2 separate regions of the Mus musculus genome follow, and region 1 is linked to region 2. A link is a contact called in public HiChIP or PLAC-seq data. All regions are on one chromosome and are shown on one strand. Each heading gives the region's core, a stretch centred on a gene start, on an enhancer-like site or on the middle of the called end of the contact. The rest is flanking DNA. Distances are from core to core; before and after follow the strand shown. Region 1 has its middle 60 kb from the start of Lurap1l. Region 2 holds the start of Lurap1l (leucine rich adaptor protein 1-like).

Region 1 (5,399 bases), core at 358-2,857, 61 kb before region 2:
GGCCAATGAAGCCTGAAAAATGTCTAAGGAGTCTCTGCTATGAGCCCATCAGAAGATGATAAAGCTAGTGTAAGATATATTATCATGGTCAAATTCACTGTGATGTAACTCTATCACATTTCCTGATAACATAAGAATGAATGCCCACCAACAATTTAGAGACACACAAAAGTCACCTCAGGAGCCATGTCTTCACTAAACAACATTTCTAATATTAGTTTTTAAATCAATACATATTATTTCGTTTATGTTTGATTATTATATATTCATGGCATGTGGTTCTATATTTCATAGGGACATTTTCATTCATGTATATATTTAGTTATCTCTTTAGTATGGTGCTGTAGTTCCCTCTATTTGACATTAATACAATGCATATGGTATAATTTTCATATTAAATTTAATGATCTCTATTTTCACTCTGTCTTATTATTTCATAGTAGACTGAAGAAAACCTGGTATCTCAGTGTTTAAAATTATGAAGCTATTAAGTAGCAAAATCACCAGACATGATATATTCAGATGTGTAGGTCTATCTCACTATTGAGGAATTATTCCAAATAATGTAAAAGTTATGAGCCTTACTCCAAATTCTATTTCCTAAAGTTTAAGCAGAGTCTTTAAAATCTACTAATTAAAGATTCATTTATTTTATATGTGTGAGTACACTGTCACTATCTTCAGACATACCAGAAGAGAGCTTCAGATCAGATCCCATTATAGATGGTTGTGAGCCACTATGTGGTTGCTAAGAATTGAACTCAAGACCTCTTCAAGAGAAGCCAGTGCTTAACCACCAAGCAATCTCTCCAGCCTTCAAACTCCATTAAAAATAAAAAGCTATAAAATCTAATTTTCTTCAAGTTCAGGAGGTGGGAGTAGGGGGGACCTTCTAGAACATACCAGAGACCTGGGAGATAAGAGATTCTCAGGTCTCAAAGGGAGGGATCTTAAATGAAATGCCCAGCTGTAGGGAGAGAGAACTTGTAGAGTCCATTTCCAGTAGAAAGACAGGTCATCAAGTAGAGGAACAGTGTTACCATCTGTCTTCAGGTTTTACTGCTGTGAACAGACACCATGACCAAGGCAAGTCTTATAAAGAACAACATTTAATTGAGGCTAATTTAAAAGTTCTGAGGTTCAGTCCAGCCAGTATCATCAAGGCGGGAACATGGCAGAATCCACCTCACCCTTGAGAGACATGAGGCCCCGGGAATTGGGAAGACCTGGTGGGGTGGGGAGGGATTAGAGGGCTGAGGACATCCTCTTGGAGACAGGGGAAAAGGATGGGATGAGAAACTGTTGGAGGGTGGACTGGGAGAGGGAAAACAACTGGACCATAAAAAAAAAATAAAGATTTAAAAAAAAAATCTACTAAATCTAACTAAACAGTATAGATTGAATCTGAACTTTCTTTGTACCTTTTCTAAACATAGGTTCTTCTATTAAGTTTTTCCAATGGAAAAGCACAATTTTATTCAGCCAGATTAAAATCAATCTTGGTGCATGATCTTTGAGGAAGTTCTAAATCTGGCTCATTCCATTCTAGTGAATCAACTTAAACACAATGTACTTGAGAACAGGGATGAGCCAGCACATTTTGGCTTTTATTCCCTTTGAGTCATGCTGTGTATAACAAAGGCCACAAGCTTTCTGCACAGATCCTTGCCCCTCTCTTGGACACAAATGGAGAGTAAGATGCAGATTCCAAACGTCTGTGGTTTTCTTCCTTACCTGTACCTGGTACTGAGATGAATAACAGCATTTGTGTTCTGACATTCACATGACCAGAAGAAGAAGAGATTGCAACATTGAAGGAAATTATGCTTTTCTCCCTCTTTGATTTAAACTTTGAGTGAAGCATGTTGGCTAAAATAGTTTTGGAGCTTGAGAGTTGATTTCAAGGTTAAGAGAACTTGTGCTACATTTATGCAAAAGCACTCCTCTTGTTCCTAAGATGTATCACTCCCTGCATACTGTTATGACAAACGGACATCTACAGGACAAAAAAAAATAATATCTTTTGATTCTAGAAGATGGGAAGTTAAAGAATAATGTTCACAGAGGTTAGGTGTTTCCTTGCTCCTAGATAAAGATCTTTCATAATAATCTCACTCTATTACAGAATCAAAAGAGCTATGGCTTCCTGATGCACTGTCCAATCAACTTACCTCTAAGTATCTTCCTGTGGAGTATATTGCAACATATTAATGTGAGAAGAAAACAATCTTGAGCATGTGGCTGTAATGGAAAACCTCCTCAACTTTATTGTCTTGACTCATGGTAGCAAGGAGCACAGCTAAGAAATCATAATGAAAAAGGAGTCCAGGAAGCAAGAGAGGTAAGAGCAAAATATCAGATAGGAGTATAAATTCTGCACAGACTGCTAGCTGGTTGTTGCATGAAGATTTGTTCCAAGATAAACAGTGCTCTCAGCTCCCTCTTGGCTTCCCTTTTGTTTTACCTGCCTTTAGCTCTGGGAGGTAACTGTACTACCAGTCCTCTCTCAACTTCCCCCAATCCATGGATAAAACATATAAACACAGTTTGTTCTTTTATAACTTGCCTTCTTGGCACAATTGCTGGGCACTGGTATTTCCCACCTGGAAAAGCTTGCCCTTATCAATTTATTATCTCTGTCTCTGCACCAGCCCTAAACTTCAGTGGGTAGTCCCATCTAACACCTGTCAAACATACTCAGTCCCAACCTATAGTTGTGGCCACAGGTCCCAAATCTCCCCACCCCCAGGGACCTCACGTGGTTGCTGTGTTCGTCTCCCTCTAAAGCATGGCAGAAACTCCTCTCTCCTTCTTTTTGTCTGCCTTTTCCTCCTGGGACCCAGAAGTCCTGTCTGTACCTTTTGCACAGCAATCAGCCCCCAGCTTTCTTTACTGACAAATCAAGAACCAGTGGGGACCAGGTCCTTAGCATCATAACTGTTCCCTACACCTCACCTTGTCTGTCACATTTTCAAAATCAAAATCTTCTCCCAGACATAAATTGAACAAAACCCTAACAACCATGTAAATTACACAGTATTACAAATGACATCCAGTCCATCATATTTGTCAACTAGGTAAAGTGCTCTACCATCATTCCTAACTGAAAGAGTTATGATTCTATCCCTAGATTATGTTTAGATTTTAGCCTGTAATGCCACCTGAAAATCATGTCGTCTACTCTACAAACTCTTTCTTTCAATGTTAAACAACTCAAGTTTGATTATAAACTAAAACTAGTTTGCAACCTCATCAGAAATCTGAGAAAAACTTAAGCATTACTTGGGTATGTAGAAAATATCAAATATCAAAATAGCTTCTCAGATAAATGTAGAGACAGCTAGCTACAAAGACAGACCTGTAATTCCTGTAAATCTTGGAGTGTCAGTTTGGCCTTATGGATCAGGATCATCTGACAACTTTTGCAAAGCAGAATTAAGGACTCTTCACTCCGTCTCAGCAAAGCCAGCAGTCAACTATTCTGTATAATATGTTCTTTACACGGACAGTATTAGTCTGCAGATGAAATAGGCAATTTTTGCTCAGTGACTACCTTGCCACACTAAGCAACCTGGCCTGGAGGTGAAGATGCTCAATGTCTTCTTTGTACCAACAAGGGGGTGCTATCAGTAGTAGATATGTCTCACTGTCAAACGATTAAATAACATTAAATGTCACATTCTGTGGATAGCTGACAGTTTTGAAGAAATATATATATAATTTATATATAATTATAAATTATAATTAAATCATAATCTAACACAACTATGCTCTCTGTCCCTTAACTCTCATTGCTCAATCATTTAAAAACATTTTGTAATAGCAGTTCTAGAATTATAGAATGGCTGGACCTAAGCTTTGTGTTTTTAAATGCATTGCTTAGGCACAATGCCTATCTAAGCTTAATAATATTAATCCCTACAGGCAACAGCTTGCTGTTCACTTACACAGTGCGGAGAGTTAGTAAAGAACTGGACCAACCTATATCAAAACCTAACCCTGAAAGCCTATCCTGCAGCAGATGAGTTTAGACCAGGTGGCTGTCAAGTGGCAGAATGCAGATACCATGATAAGTGGAGAGGCCAAAGAAAGCCGGTTGATATGCTAAAAATATAAAGGAGATTTAAAAAATTCCACAGGAATGGTATGTTCCCAGTATAGAATAAACTTCTGCCCAAGTCCCTGAATGCCTGTAATACTGAAACTGCTGAAACATAAATTTGAAGAGAGACTGCAAATAAACACAATAGGAGAGGTGTGATATGCAGTTTGTACTAGGCAAGATAACTCTGCTGGACAAAAATATGACCCAAAAGAATACCGAGTTGCCACTCCACCTTTTATCTACCATGTCCAATTCCAATTATACATCACTGGACTTACATAGAAACAGGAAGCTTTGAGTCAACTCAAAAACTAAAAAGGAGTAAATGGAAAGTGATTCAGGGTCAACAAACTTTGTTTAGTAGAAATTTCCCAATAAAATGAAAAATGTTCATAGATATATTGAAAGAATTAAAAATGTGTACTAACAGAAGTGGCTTTTAAGGATTAAACTACTGAAATCATTTGAGTTACATTTTGTTTTAGTTCTTGTTCTGCTAGTGTAGTTGGCAAAAGCAATTTAAGGAGGAAGGGGTTTATTTGGTTCACAATTTCAAGTTACAAAGCTGTTATTTTGAGTGAGTCAGGGTGGCAAAAATGAAGCTGCTAGTTACATATGTATAGGAATTCTAATTCAGCAACATGGCTGCTCTGAGAAGACATCACATCCAAAGACCTTCTAGGTATGTGTTACAGCTAAAATCACACCAAGATTGTGGTTGTGTGGTGAATGATATACCTTTAACCTCTTGGCTTGAATACAGACACACCCTTAATACACACATTTAATCCCAAACAATCAAAGTAAGGTTAGTTTATAGGAGGAAACAGCCATGCTTGAAAGTGATGTCTAGTTGAGAAAGTGGCATTTGAGGGGTAGAGAAAGTGACAAATCAGAGGAAGGTTTGACAAAATGAGTCAGAGATAGGATATGCCCAACTCTCAGAAGAAGAGACAAGGAAGAGAGGCTACTTAAGAGAACAGCAGAGAGAGAGAGAGAGAGAGAGAGAGAGAGAGAGAGAGAGAGAGACTTTTACCAGGACACTTTTAGAGAGACAGGTTTCAGGTGAAGACAGAATGAATTAGAAGGAGCCAGAAGATTAGAACAGACTGCCAGGGTTAGTTTGAGGCCAAGCAGAGCAATTCATTCAGAAGTCAAGAGAAGCCAGTTTGAATCTGTCAGCATTTGTGCCAGAACAGCTGAGTTGAACCAGCTGGCCAGAGTTCAGAAAGAGCTGGAAAGGGTGAGATCATTCAGCATTAAGCATCAGAGACAACAATTGCACCTGAGGAAT
Region 2 (5,362 bases), core at 2,085-4,584:
TGGAAAGATTTACTCAATGGAGACTTTTATTAGAACACAGAGTTTACCCCAAAGCATGGATCATGACATGCATTTTTCTTAGTCTACAGACATTGAGACGACACAGATTCATTAGTTTGTTGTGATTGTCCACTTGTCCTTTTAGAAATTAATACCAGAGTGCTGGAGAGATGGCTAGGCAGCTATGAGCACTTGTCGCTCTTTCATAGGACCTGTGTTCACTTCCAGCACCAGTATGGTAGCTCACAACTGTCTATAATTCCAGTTCTGGTGCACACAGCACTGTTTTCTGGCCTTTGAGGACACCAGGTGTGAATGCAGGGTACAAACATTCACTCAGAGAAACCATTCATACATGTAAAATAAAAATAATTAAAAAAAAAACCCTGATACATCATGATCATCATAAATAGCAAGATATATCTGAAAGAATTTTTTATCAACTTGGACATTTTCATTAGGAAAAATAGATGTATGGCAGACAGTCTTACTTGAAAATGACCAATTTTCCTTATCCTATAGAATTCAATACTACAAATAAAAGTCAAATAAGCATAAGAGATTTGAAAGCTCTTAATGGACACATTCATTGATTGAAAAGGTTTGTTGTTGCTGTGGTTGTTGTTTGTTTGTTTACATTCCTGTATTTAGTTTGTGAGGTATACACACATGTGCACGTGACACTACGGTGCTTGTGTGGAGGTCAGAGAGCAACTTGTGCGAGCTGATTCTCCATATGAATCCTGGGTATCAAACTCAGGTCATCCCACTTAGGAGTTAGCATCTTTACATCCTCTGAGGCCCGCGGTTCTCAACCTTTCTGATGCGTCCAACCTCATGTTGTGGTGATCCTAAACTATAAAATTATTTCGTTCCTATTTAATAACTGTAATTTTGTTTCAATGCAATCTATCTGATATGTGATGGGGTCTGGACCCACCTCTTCCTAGACCAGTAGTAACTTTGAACTTGGTAGATGTTTCAGATGCTCAGAGTCTAAGAAATCTCACCTCCTTTATTTTTTTATTGCATATTTCAGACCTCAATACTTACTAAGACATGGTAACTATGTAATAAATATTTGTAGTGATTAACATGTATTTAGGCAGCGAAATATGAATAATAATAAAAATAATTTGCAATGCACAAAGTATATTATACATATATACATATTCAGTTACATGTAGAAATATACATATATTTCAATATGTGGAACCTTTTCAAGTGGTAAGCTACTACGGGAGACATAAAGGCTTCAAGTAGACCAGGTTTAGAGGTCTAGCGAGGGTCTTTAAAGTGATATTCTATAGTCTTTTAATAGGTCATGATCTCTGAAGACTGTCATTTGGCTTGGAATTTATCTCTGAGGTCTCCCTATCACAGAAAATAAAAATGGAAGGAATCTTAGATGTGAACCCCCAGCAGGCTACTTTTGTAGGAAGCCCTTCAACACTCCCCCTCCCCCTGTTGAAATTTTCCTCCTCTCTAAGTTGGTAGAAAATGTAATTGGTTTGTGGCCATTTGCTTCAAAAGGCTTAGAAAGAGATAATTTCTTCCAATCAGCTCATCATTGTAAAGATCACAAACTGAGATCTGTAAAGGCCAAGACTCGCCCAAGAGCTCAAGGCAAATGAATGAATGCTTTAGTGTAAACACATCCGGAATAACGAGTCTTAGACCTACTTGACCCATTGTCCTAATCCGAGGTTCACAGAAATGGTAGAGAAAACAAGTGCTGATTGAGAACTAGAGGAAAGGGTAGGAGGCAGTCATTAGCAAATCCCTGGGCTGGGGTCACCTGCTCTCCAGGATCAAAACAGTGAAACAAGCCATTCACAAGCACATCAAGGGCGAGGAGCCATTGTTTTCAGAACCAGCTGTGGCGAATCTACTGAACAGTGGCCTTGGGACAGCTGCAGCTGCTGCAAGGGGAGGGTGGAGGAGAGCAAACTACAGCAGGCTGCAAGGACCCCGCCGCGCCACCTCCCGGCCAGCTGGGAGGCATTTCTGCGCTAAGTGCATTGGACTAAACCACCCTTTGAACCAAGGCAAAACATAAACGGCTCACAGCAGGCCCAGATCCGCGCAGTAACTGCCGGCCTTTAGCAGGCTAGTGCGGGAGAATCCGCGGCTGGCAGCTGCAGAGTGGTGCGCAGGGAGTAGCTCTATCAGAAAGTAGAGCCGAATGAGCTGCCAGGGCACCCCGTGACCGAGCAAAGTCCTCAGGGTTCAAGCTTAGCTGTAGCCGAGTCCAGAGGCGCGCTCCCGCACACCTCCTCCCAGCTTCTCCCCCCCCCCCCCCCCCCGCTCCTGTGCCACCCTCTCGGGTCCCAGGCCCCGGGTCCCCAAGTCGCCTCTGACGCATCACACTCACCATCTCCTGTCTGAGGATGTGCAGTTTGGTCTCTAACCTCTCCAGGGCGCTGGGGTGGCTACGTCGTGGAGAGCCAGAGGCAGGGGAGGATGACGACGAGGAGGACACGGAGGGCGCAAAGCTGCTGCAGCTACTGCTGCTGCTGCAGCTCCCACCAACCCCGCTGGGGTCCGCAGCCCCTTCCCGAGGCGCCAGCTCCTCCCCGCGCAGCGAGCGCGCTAGGCTCTCGGGCACTTTGCGCCCCAGCTTCAGCTCGATGTCTCTGAGGTCTGGCAGCGGGCTGTCTTCCATGACTCTTTGCGAGGGGCGACACTGACAGTAAAGGCAGAGGGCGCGAGGAGGCGGCGGCGGCGGCCTGGCGGACTCCGGAGCTCAGTACTGGGCTCCTCTGGCCGGGCCTGAGTCCCCGCGGTCGCCCGTGCGCTCCATGCCCCGGGCGCAGTCGGCAGATCTGCACCCGGCTGCAGTTTCAGGCTCTGCCGCTCCACAGCCAGCAAGATTAGCCAGATCGCTTCATTCCTTTCCTAGCTGGCCACTCCACCGCCAAGTTGAGTTAATTGATACTGCAGAGAAGAAGGGCAAAAGCTAGTACGTTATACCGAGAGACCCAAGAGAGAAATGGAACCTGCTCGATGCGGGGAAATTCCCATTTCAAACTGTCCATTCACATCCCAGCGCGGTTCACGGTGCCCATCTGGTATTACACCACACAGAATAACGAGGTGGCCACACTCCCGGGTCGTTTCATTTTCCAGCCATATGTCGCCAAGGATCAGACTATCTTAGACGGTCAGGAAAAAAAAAAAAAAATCTGATCAATGAAAGAAGTGGGTTCGTCCTGTGTGTAGGCGGTGTAGGCGCATTTTAGAAAGAAAAAAGAAAAAGACACGGTTAGCTTAGCTGGGGTTCAAGGGCTTCCTGGTTGCTGCAGCAGTGTCCTTTCCTTTTAGTCGGTCTCATCCAAGTCATTGTGTTCCTCCGAGCCTCGGAAACTTTAAACTCGACTGGCAGGTGGACCAAAGCAGAGCCAACCCCTGTACCGTATGTCACAGACAAGAAGGGCAGCAAAATCTTCCCAACCCTGATGTTAAGAAACTGAAATGCAAATCCTGCCTCAGCTGAGCATACCCATATTAGGTTACTAAGTTAAAAGTTGCCCTGCTGAAGTCCCCTGACAGCTACAACCTGTAGAACACATTTTTAACATTAGAGGCAGAAGAATGGCTAAATTTTATGTCGTTTTCCACCCCCCCCCCCAACTTTCCTAAAAGCCAATTACACATAGCATTAGAATTCTTGCCCAATAACTCCACAAAGAACGGAGAAATTCAATCGATAAATAGTTCAGTGAAGTTGAACAAATTTTTATGTACTATTTGATTCGCAAAATATTCAGTATTATTAATGTGTTTGATGTTAAAAAATGCATTTAAGCCGTGCAGTGGTGGCACACGCCTTTAATCCCAGCACTTAGAGGCAGAGGCAGAGGCAGAGGCAGAGGCAGAGGCAGAGGCAGAGGCAGAGGCAGAGGCAGAGGCAGAGGCAGAGGCAAGTGGATTTCTGAGTTCGAGGCCAGCCTGGTCTACAGAGTGAGTTCCAAGACAGCTACATCTATACAGAGAAACCCTGTCTCAAAAATTAAAAAAAAAATGCATTTAAACAATAAAAATTTTAAGAAAAAAATGGTTCAGTGAAAATGTACAAGAAGATATAATTGTGTTGCCAATATTCCAGCATACTACCCCAAGCAGAAATGAAGAACAGAATAACCAGAGCATGTATGTGTTTGTATATATATATATAAATACTGAGGGGGCAGGAGAATTTTAAATGGAAGAAATTGCTGAAGCATTCCTCTTTAATTATGGAAGAAAAACTCTGAGAGTAACTAGTGAAATCATACTTGTTTTCTTTGATAATTTCTATATAATTTGCTGCTATTTAGGAAGAACCACAACTTTGTAAACCATTAATCTAGAATACATCTACCAAGTAAATCAGCAACAAGTACATAGATTATAAGATTGCTTGAACATTGTATTTGTGTCAGTGAGAGTTGAGAATAGTATTTTCAACCCACCAAACTATAATTTTAGGTTTCCATTGAAGTATTTCCAATACTTTTTGTCTGGGACCTACTCATTTGTGTCCTCTGTTCCTCTGGCCTCCTTTCCCATTCAGCTTTTCCATTCCAAACAACATAGATAAATGGAGTTTGGAGTTTGTTCATGTCATCTTCACATCCAAGAAACCTTAAAAGGAGAAAAAGCAGAGACTTTCTGAAGGAAATATCTCATGGCAGGGAAAACGTTGCTGAAATTGTCTTGTCAATAAGCCAGACCTTTGCATGTGTTAAAACTGTTTTTAAAAGGAAAAAAGGAAAAAAAAATTAAATGTTGTAAGTTAGGTGGCTCATTTCAAAATCAGAACTACCATTTATGGAATCAAAGAGGGACCAACTTAAATCGCAACTCTCCCATAAAACTGCATGCATTGTTTGAAAGCTGGCAAACCACAAGTTCATTGCATGAGGATTGCACTGTGGCATGTAATTATGGACGCTTCTCATTTGAGTCACGGACAGCTTTTTATTATAAACTGTACAAAGTCCAATTCAGAGCTGAATGCAAAGTAAACCCCAAGGATTCAATACCTAGTTAGATCTTCGTTGGACAAGTCATTTTCCAGTTATCATCAGTGAAGTGCCTATCTGTAACTAAGACAGAAGTTGACCTTATAATAAAAAGAGTATGATGGCCGGGTGGTGGAGGAAGATCCCTTAAATCCCAGCACTCAGGAGGGAGAGGCAGGAAGATCTTGGAGCTGGAGGCCAGCCTGGTCTCCAGAGCAAATTCCAGGACTGCCGGATATACACTAAGAAATCCTGTTTGGAAACAAACAAACAAGTAGATTGCATATAGTTAACATTTTGTTCTTGTGAAATGTAAAACACATTTAAGCATTTAAAGAAAATCTTCGTTATGTTGT

What was found. HiChIP or PLAC-seq counts read pairs in DNA pulled down with a chosen protein or histone mark.
Region 1: a contact with region 2 is called in a CTCF HiChIP or PLAC-seq map of the NIH/3T3 cell line, with 30 read pairs. The contact joins the enhancer-like site here to the promoter of Lurap1l in region 2. A contact is called at or near these places in 1 of 39 promoter capture datasets (macrophages), 2 of 15 datasets of contacts at CTCF or cohesin (both in the NIH/3T3 cell line), 3 of 484 Hi-C or Micro-C datasets (the C2C12 cell line, nephron progenitors and uterus), 3 of 115 datasets of contacts at active chromatin or transcription factors (the 3134 cell line and embryonic stem cells) and 2 of 9 other capture datasets (adipose tissue and pancreatic islet).

Annotation. Positions count from the first base shown.
Region 1 is chr4:80,968,264-80,973,662 of GRCm38.p6, reverse strand. No RefSeq gene overlaps it. Among named protein-coding and RNA genes, the nearest start is that of Lurap1l, 60 kb to the right of the region's middle. Within about 2 kb of position 1,607, at least 45 of the 459 cell types and tissues checked have an H3K27ac peak or open chromatin away from gene starts, as enhancers often do. A contact at or near this core is called in the C2C12 cell line and the NIH/3T3 cell line, where this site is marked.
Region 2 is chr4:80,908,658-80,914,019 of GRCm38.p6, reverse strand. It overlaps Lurap1l (leucine rich adaptor protein 1-like), which reads right to left and starts at 3,334. Exons shown (of 2, transcript NM_026821.5): 1 at 2,375-3,334. The coding sequence starts at 2,665.